2 separate regions of the Mus musculus genome follow, and region 2 is linked to region 1. A link is a contact called in public HiChIP or PLAC-seq data. All regions are on one chromosome and are shown on one strand. The core of a region is the stretch at or near the end of the contact, and the rest is flanking DNA. Distances in the headings are between cores, read along the strand shown. Region 1 has its middle 24 kb from the start of Pakap. Region 2 overlaps Pakap (paralemmin A kinase anchor protein).

Region 1 (3,887 bases), core at 1,000-3,499:
CACATATACGCATATAAGCATATACGCATATACACATATACACATATACACATATACACATATACACATATACACATATACACATATACACATATACACATATACACATATACACATATACACATATATACATAATCAGGAGGGAGAAGCTTCCTTTTCTCTCATCCTCAAGGCCCTGCTCCAGGCTGTGTGTATACACAAGCACCAGAAACCCAGCGTAGATGACCTTCCTGGGTCCATGGAACAGGGTAGTTGACAGTGGAGCAAACTGACACCATGTGTCTTCTGAAGGGGTGATGATTACTCAGACCCAGACTCGGTTGTCATATAGACATTCTTTAAACGTGAACAACCAGTTTTATGTTAAACCCTTTCTATGTTTGTCTCTTAGAGGCAACATCCTTCTATATAGCCCAAACTGGCCTCAAACTTATGGTGATCCTCCCGTCTCACCTAATTGCTGGGATGAAAAATCACATGCCATCATTCCTAGCTTGTTATCTTCTTTTGAAAGACAGAGTTTGCTCTCCCACCCTAGACTGTATCATGGCCACTGATTTTTGGATGTCTGCCCTCCAGTCTCAGAGCTACACAGTTCATCGTGAGGATTTCAAGCAGCAAACACTCTAAGACAGAAGCCATTGCACCCAGGGACCCTTCCCTCTCCACCCGATCCTCATCTCTGCCTCTTGCTGAGCCATCTACTTAAGGTGTGAAAACTCCGGTGACAGCAGATGCTGGCGAGGATGTGGAGAAAGAGGAACACTTTTCCATTGCTGGTGGGATTGCAAGCTGGTACAACCACTCTGGAAATCAGTGTGGCAGTTCCTCAGAAAATTGGACATAGTACTACTTGAAGACCCAGCTATACCACTCCTGGGCATATACCCAGAAGATATTCCAATATATAATAAGGACACATGCTCCACTATGTTCATAGCAGTCTTATTTATAATAGCCAGCAGCTGGAAACAATCCAGATGTTCCTCAACAGAGGAATGGATACAGAAAATATGGTACATTTACACAATGGAGTACTACTCAGCTATTAAAAACAATGAATTTATGAAATTCGTAGGCAAATAGATGGAACTAGAAAATATCATCCTGAGTGAGGTAACCCAATCACAAAAGAATACACATGCTATACACTCACTGATAAGTGGGTATCAGCCCAGAAGCTTGGAATATCCAAGATATAATTCACAAAACACATGAAACTCAGTAAGAAGGAAGACCGAAGTGTGGATATGTCGGTCCTTTTTAGAAGGGGAACAAATTACTCATGGAAGGAGATACAGAGACAAAGTGTGGAACAGAGACTGAAGGTATGACCATCCAGAGACTGCCCCATCTTGGAATCCATCCCATATACAGTCACCAAACGGAGACACTATCGTGGATGTTAACAAGTGCTTGCTGACAGGAGCCTGTTATAGCTGTCTGCTGAGAGGCTTTACCAGTGCCTGACAAATACTGAGGTAGATGCTTGCAGCCAACCATTGGACTGAGCACAGGGTCCCCAATGGAGGAGCTAGAGAAAGGACACAAGGAGCTGAAGGGGTTTACAGCCCCATAAGAGGAACAACAATATGAACTAACCAGTACCCCCAGAGCTCCCAGGGACTAAACCACCAACCAAAGAGCACACATGGTGGGACTCATGGCTCCAGCTGCATAGGCAGCAGAGAAAGACCTTTTTGGTCATCAGTGGGAGGAGAGGCACTTGGTCCTGTGAAGGCTCTATGTCCCATTGTAGGGCCAGGAAGTGAAAGTGGGTGGTTTTGTGAGCAGAGGGAAGGGAAGGGGATAAGGGGTTTTCAGGGAAAACCAGGGGAAACCAGGACAGGGGATAACATTTGAAATGTAAATAAAGAATATATATATATATAGGTGTGAAGTTCATGTGCATGTTTCTAAACATACCAGCCAGGAAGCCCTGAATTTTGCAGGCAGTTCTGTTTCATTTGTTTGCAAGTGCCTTTTCTGTGCATAGTGTACCCCCCCCCCCACACACACACCAAAAGGTCTAAGAAGTGAAGGGGACTCATGGTGTGAGCATTTTCTGTCCATATCCCTGGGGGAGGGGTCCCTTTAGTACTCAGTTATTCAAATGTGTATTCATTCTGGAAACATTTGAAGGATGTTTACATTGAAACCAGATGCCGGCTCCACAGACGGGGGAGGGGGGGCATTTCTGTGGCTTTTACTACTTCTCTCAGGGTTCTCAGTGGGGTCTTTGTTTCACTCAGGAGGCCAAAGAATGTGTCTTTTGTTTGTTTTTCTTTGCCCTGAGGGCTGGCCAGCCTCTGGAGAGAACCCCTGGCCATGCTGAGATTTGGCTAGTAGCCCTTTAGTTTTGCTTCTGAAAGTCACACCCACATTTGATGGTTCAAGGTTTCTGAGTGGCTACGTGCCTGGGCTTCTCCACAAGCTCTTGCTCTTTTCCCTCCTCCGTGTGCTTGAGGTTTTTACAGAGGTCTGGGCAAGCACTCAGCTCATGCTCCCAAATCGAGACGGTGAGCTCCTGCAGGAAACCCAGCAAAATGAAGCTAGGACTTCTAAAGACGTTGGGACCCTTCAAAAAGGCCATCAGCAACCGCAGCTTTTATTTAGTGGCTGAGCTGAACGCACAGCCAGGTAAAATGCTGGAAGGTCCATTTGTTCAAGGTCTCCAGCAATTGGTCTGAGGGAAGATGGAGAGACCTGAGTGTCCTTGATCTGAGCTCTTGACAGTGGAACATGTAGCAAGAACCAGAAATGGAGAAGGTTTAAGAGAAATTTAATGGCAGCAGAAACGTTTTCTAAGGAACAATGGTCTGCTTATGCTTTTGTTTGGTCTGACGCTTCTTTTTATTTATCAAGAGAAAAAATTTTTGAATACCTAATATATACTAACCAGACTATGTACTAGGAATAGAAGAACCCACAATAGTATAGTGTAAAAAATATAATATGGAGAAAAGAATATATATGATGGTAAGAAATCAGAGAAAGGCACCTGACGTAGACCAGGTAGTCTGTTGGTCCAAGAGTTCTCAGGATGGAGGTGGCCCCTAAGGTGAGCATGCGTGGACAATTCCTAGACCATAACTTCTCAGACGTTCATGTGCTTAAGTATCACACAGCAGTCAGTCTTGTTTTATGGATGATTTCAATCCAAAGGACTGGGAAGGAGCCTGACTTCTGCTTTCTTAGGATCTGTGAAATGTCAGTGTGCCCTGGCTAGCATTGACTATCGACGTGATGCTGCCTGGAATTACCTGTGAAAGGCTTCAATAATTATCTTTTTATTGGTTTGTTTTGTGGGTGTGTCTGTGAGGGATTGCTTTGATTACTAATGGATGTAGGAGAGCCTAGCCCACGGTGTGTGGTACCATTTCCTGGGCAGGTCAGGACCAAGGTGAGGATGGGCCTGAGCATACTAGCCAGCAAGCAGAATGTCTCCTTGGTTTCTATCTTATGTTCTTGCTTGAGTTCCTGGCCTAGCTTCCCTCAACGATGGACGGTGGCCTGGAAGTATAAGCCTAACAAACCCTTTCCTTCCCTAACTTGCTTTCGGCCAGAGTATTTTATCACAGCAACAGAGAAGTAACTAGACTAAGTAGGAAGGAGCTAAATGATGACCTGATATCAGAAGGGGGAAAAGGACACGACACAAATATCTCAACCAAAGGAATGTCCTGTCCAAAAAAGGAGATGGAGAAGCCCCTTGCCTAGGAATGGAAGTGTACAGATGAGCTTGACGACAGCAGCCGGGACAGGGTCACAAGCAAGCTTGATCACAGAATTCAGGACATGGGGATTTTTTTCTTCTTCTGAGAGTAAGAGGAGTACTCTTAAAGAGGTTAAAGACAAATGATGTCTAGAAGCACTTCATTTTAAAA
Region 2 (3,887 bases), core at 710-3,209, 110 kb after region 1:
AGCCATAACCCCAATAATATTTGCATTTAAGGCCTTCCATCCTTCAGCTGAACTCTCATGAACTTTTGCCTCTTCTTGTGGCTCAATCTCTTCTTTTCCTCTCCTCTTTTCCTCCCTCCCTCTCCCTCCCCCTCTCCTTCCCCTGACTGATGGAAGTCCCATCCTTTTTTTCTCTCTAGTCTCTCTCCTTTTTTTCTGCCTAGTCATTGGGTGATCAGTTTTTATTGACAGGGCCAAGAATAAATGGTAAGAATTGTTTACACAAACTTGAGATGGGAGATTCTTGATGTAAGCATTACAATGCCATGCCTGGATTAAAACATATGAAGGCAGAGAAATCAGCATTTGAATAATGCAAGGATGACCTTTACACAGTACACAGAAACTACGCCTACAGGAGTGTGCTGTAAGAGTTGGGGGTTCAAATGGGCATGGTCAGCCACAGGAAAAAAATAGAGCAGATCTTGCAGAGCAGATCAAAAGTGGTTTTGAATCAAGAGAATGAAGAGCTCATGTATACGTGTGCAGGACCTTCTTGGAGCCCTTGGAAGAGGGCGATGGCCAAGACAGAGGAAAGGAACCATGGTGGGCTGTAAGAGTGAGTGGCTAGGCTCTGGGTCTGGGGAGGCTTTGCCTGCTCCTGTCATGGTCTTGCCAGGCATTGAACTCGTGGGCCCTGGATGTGTCCCAGGGTAAGCTGCATCCTATAGGCTACTGTGTATGAGCAAGGCTGTTGTGGGTACCCCCTCCTCCTTCAGACCTCCTGGCTGAGGACATACTTCCTACTCTGGAATTTGATTTTGGTTTCCCTTCCTCTTGTCATCTCTCCCCTGTAGATTGAGCCACCCTTGTGCAACATGCTTAGAATCAGAGATGTTTGCATTTGGGACTTTGCAGTTGTTTTAATTTCAGAATCTCTGCCAGTGTACAATGAGACACCTTGGGGATAGAATCATGAAATGTGTTTGTTTCATACACAGACCTTATACATAACCTGTAGATAACATTGTACAATATTTTAAAGTAATTTTTCGTTTGGAACAAATTTTGCACATTGACCCATTGGAGGAAAGACTTGGAGAGGTCTGCCTGTCTGTGATCATGAAGATTCAGATGTGGGAACATTTCCAGTTTTAGGCCTTCAGATTAGGCATGCTTCTCCTCTAAAGGCTTTTGTGTCTTTACATCCCAGTCCCAAGGGAAGAAAGGGGCTGCCATCCCTCATGCCGTAAGGAACACCCATTCCCCGGAGATACTTTCCTGTGGTTGGGCGCAGTTCGCTTCTGTCTCACAGAGGACTATCGGAACAGCTGTTGAGCTCATGGTTCACATAAGCTCTCTGCAGTGTGACAAAGTCTGAAGATGGGCTACAGGACTCTGCTCTCTTTGGCTGAGCTCAGCTAAATGGCTCTAAGCTGTAGGTGGGATGCATCTGCTTTTATTTTCTGCGCACCAACAGGCTAACGGGCTGCTCTTATTATCTTTCTGTGGCAATAACAGAGGATCCAGAGAGCCGAGCAAAAACAAGGTCTACACTTAGAGCTGTCCGTAAGTGAGCCTCTAAACATTCTGGCAGCCACGCCCAGTCAAGGAGAGGACACAGATGACCCACTCTTGGTGGGAAAACCACAAATAAGAGAAGCATAAAAAGATGAGGGGTGAATATGTCCATCATCCACAAGCATGACTGTTGAACTGAAAAAAAAAAAAAAGAAGCTTCAGAAAACTAAGAAAGAATTGAAACTCACAAAGCAACAGGGCAGAGGCAATGAGAGAAAGGAATAAAGAGAAGAGGAGAGATTTGGAGGTCCCATCCAGAACTAGATATTTATTGAACAGGAAACCCAGAAGTGATGCCACAGTGCCCTGTGAAAAGGGAATTTGTGCAACAAAACATTGCTCTGCAGATCACAGATCGTTAGCTCTCCGCCCACTGGTCTGAGTCACTCCCAAGAAATGCATTAGATTCTCTTAAAAGGGACACGTGGTTCTGTCTCCCAATGCTAAAGTAAGCCAGGCATGGTGATGGGTTTTTTGTAGTCTCTGTATCCTGGAAGTGGAAGCAGAAGGATCAAGCAAGGTCACCCTAGGCCAGCAGAGGCCATATGAGATCCACCCTTCACAGAGACTGGGTTACAGCTCAGTTGGTAGAGCACTTGCCTGGCAAGCACAAGACCCTGGGTTTGATCCCTAGCACCACGCACACTGGTTATGGTAGTGCGCATGGTATGTATGTGTAAGAGGAAGGGAAACTAAAATCAAATTCCAGAGTAGAAAGGATGTCCTCAGCCAGGAGGTCTGGTGGCTCAATCTACAGGGGAGAGATGACAAGAGGAAGGGAAACCAAAATCAAATTCCAGAGTAGGAAGGATGTCCTCAGCCAGGAGGTCTGGAGGAGGAGGAGGTACCCACAACAGCCTTGCTCATACACAGTAGCCCATAGGATGCAGCTTACCCTGGGACACATCCAGGGTTCACGAGTTCAATGCCTGGCAAGACCATGACAGGAGCAGGCAAAGCCTCCCCAGAATAGAGCCTAGCCACTCACTCTTACAGCCCACCATGGTTCCTTTCCTCTGTCTTGGCCATCGACCTCTTCCAAGGGCTCCAAGAAGGTCCTGCACATGTATACATGAGTTCTTCATACATATACATGCCATATACATACGTATTCATACCTGTATACATACCATACAGGTGTAGTAGTGCTCTCAACACTTGGTAGGTGGAATTGGGAGGGTGATCATCTGTAGGTCATTTTCTGCACCTAGAGAATCTGAGGCAGTCTGGACTATGTGAGACCTTGTCCCAAAACCAAAACAAACCAAAACAAATCAGAAAAAAAAAAAGACTTAAGGAAGAATAGAGCATGGTAATCAAAGAGAACATGCAATTTCTATATGAAAAAAAATGAGAATTAACTTGGGTCATTTGGTTTAGAGAAAGAAGAGGGGTGGTGGCCCCACAGACCCTCAAGTGTGTCTAGAATTCAGGCAGTGTCTTGCTTCTTTATGATTGGGTCAATCTGAATACGACAGGGTTTAAATAAAGCACGAAGACTTACGGCTTGGGTTTGATATGACCATTCCCCTAGACATTAAGAAAAGATAAAATCATATGCTTTTAAAAATTGTTCACAGCCTAGAGCAGTGTAGGAAATTCCAGGACTTTAGCTGCACTTTCTCCCACAATGTTATTTATACAATGGAGGTGCCTTGGAATGGAACGTCTTCTGCCTTTCAGAACTGGTGGTGGTGGTGATTAGATTTTTCAGGATAGCTTACTGAGAAGGAAAGACAAAGGAAGGAGGGATGGAAGGAGAGAGGAAGAGAGGAAAGGAGAGGGAGAGATGGCAGGAGGGAGGGATGGGAGAAGAGAGGGAGGGAAGAGCAGAGGGAGGTAAGGAAGGGAGGGAGAATGTACCTAGACTACTCAAATCTTGGGCAGTATAATTTACCTTGGGGAAGTTTTTAAAAAAAATAATCTATAGGCTTCATTCCAGAAATTTGGATTCTGTGGCACAAATAAGGAGTAGTTCCTAGCTCAGTGGGTCTAAGCACTTGTTGCCAGATCTGGTAACCTGGACTCAATTCCCCAAAGCCATAATGATAGACGAGGGCTCACCCCAAAGATTGTCTCCTAAACTCGAAAGGAGCACTGCAGTGTGTGCATGCTGGCCACCCTCACTCACCCACGCCCACACACAACTTATAAAGATGCTAAGCTTATTCCCTATGGCTGTTTTGTACAAGGAGGATTGCTGTACATGGAGAAAGACTGGAAGATTCAGTTTCTAGCACCGAAGCCTGGAAAATCAATAGCACGCAGTAGACTAAAGAGCACAGCAATTGCCCTTGATTTCAGACTGATTCTGGCTTTGACTCAAG

What was found. HiChIP or PLAC-seq counts read pairs in DNA pulled down with a chosen protein or histone mark.
Region 2: a CTCF HiChIP or PLAC-seq map of the NIH/3T3 cell line shows a contact between it and region 1, with 10 read pairs. The contact joins two enhancer-like sites. A contact is called at or near these places in 1 of 15 datasets of contacts at CTCF or cohesin (the NIH/3T3 cell line), 2 of 484 Hi-C or Micro-C datasets (embryonic stem cells and muscle stem cells) and 1 of 115 datasets of contacts at active chromatin or transcription factors (bone marrow-derived dendritic cells).

What each region holds. Positions count from the first base shown.
Region 1 is chr4:57,541,707-57,545,593 of GRCm38.p6, forward strand. It overlaps a transcript of Pakap not described here. Among named protein-coding and RNA genes, the nearest start is that of Pakap, 24 kb to the right of the region's middle. RefSeq lists an enhancer at 673-3,887. Within about 2 kb of position 2,250, at least 98 of the 459 cell types and tissues checked have an H3K27ac peak or open chromatin away from gene starts, as enhancers often do. A contact at or near this core is called in the NIH/3T3 cell line, where this site is marked.
Region 2 is chr4:57,650,427-57,654,313 of GRCm38.p6, forward strand. The region is part of intron 4 of Pakap (paralemmin A kinase anchor protein); the gene reads left to right. Among named protein-coding and RNA genes, the nearest start is that of Gm52699, 30 kb to the left of the region's middle. Within about 2 kb of position 1,960, at least 38 of the 459 cell types and tissues checked have an H3K27ac peak or open chromatin away from gene starts, as enhancers often do. A contact at or near this core is called in the NIH/3T3 cell line, where this site is marked.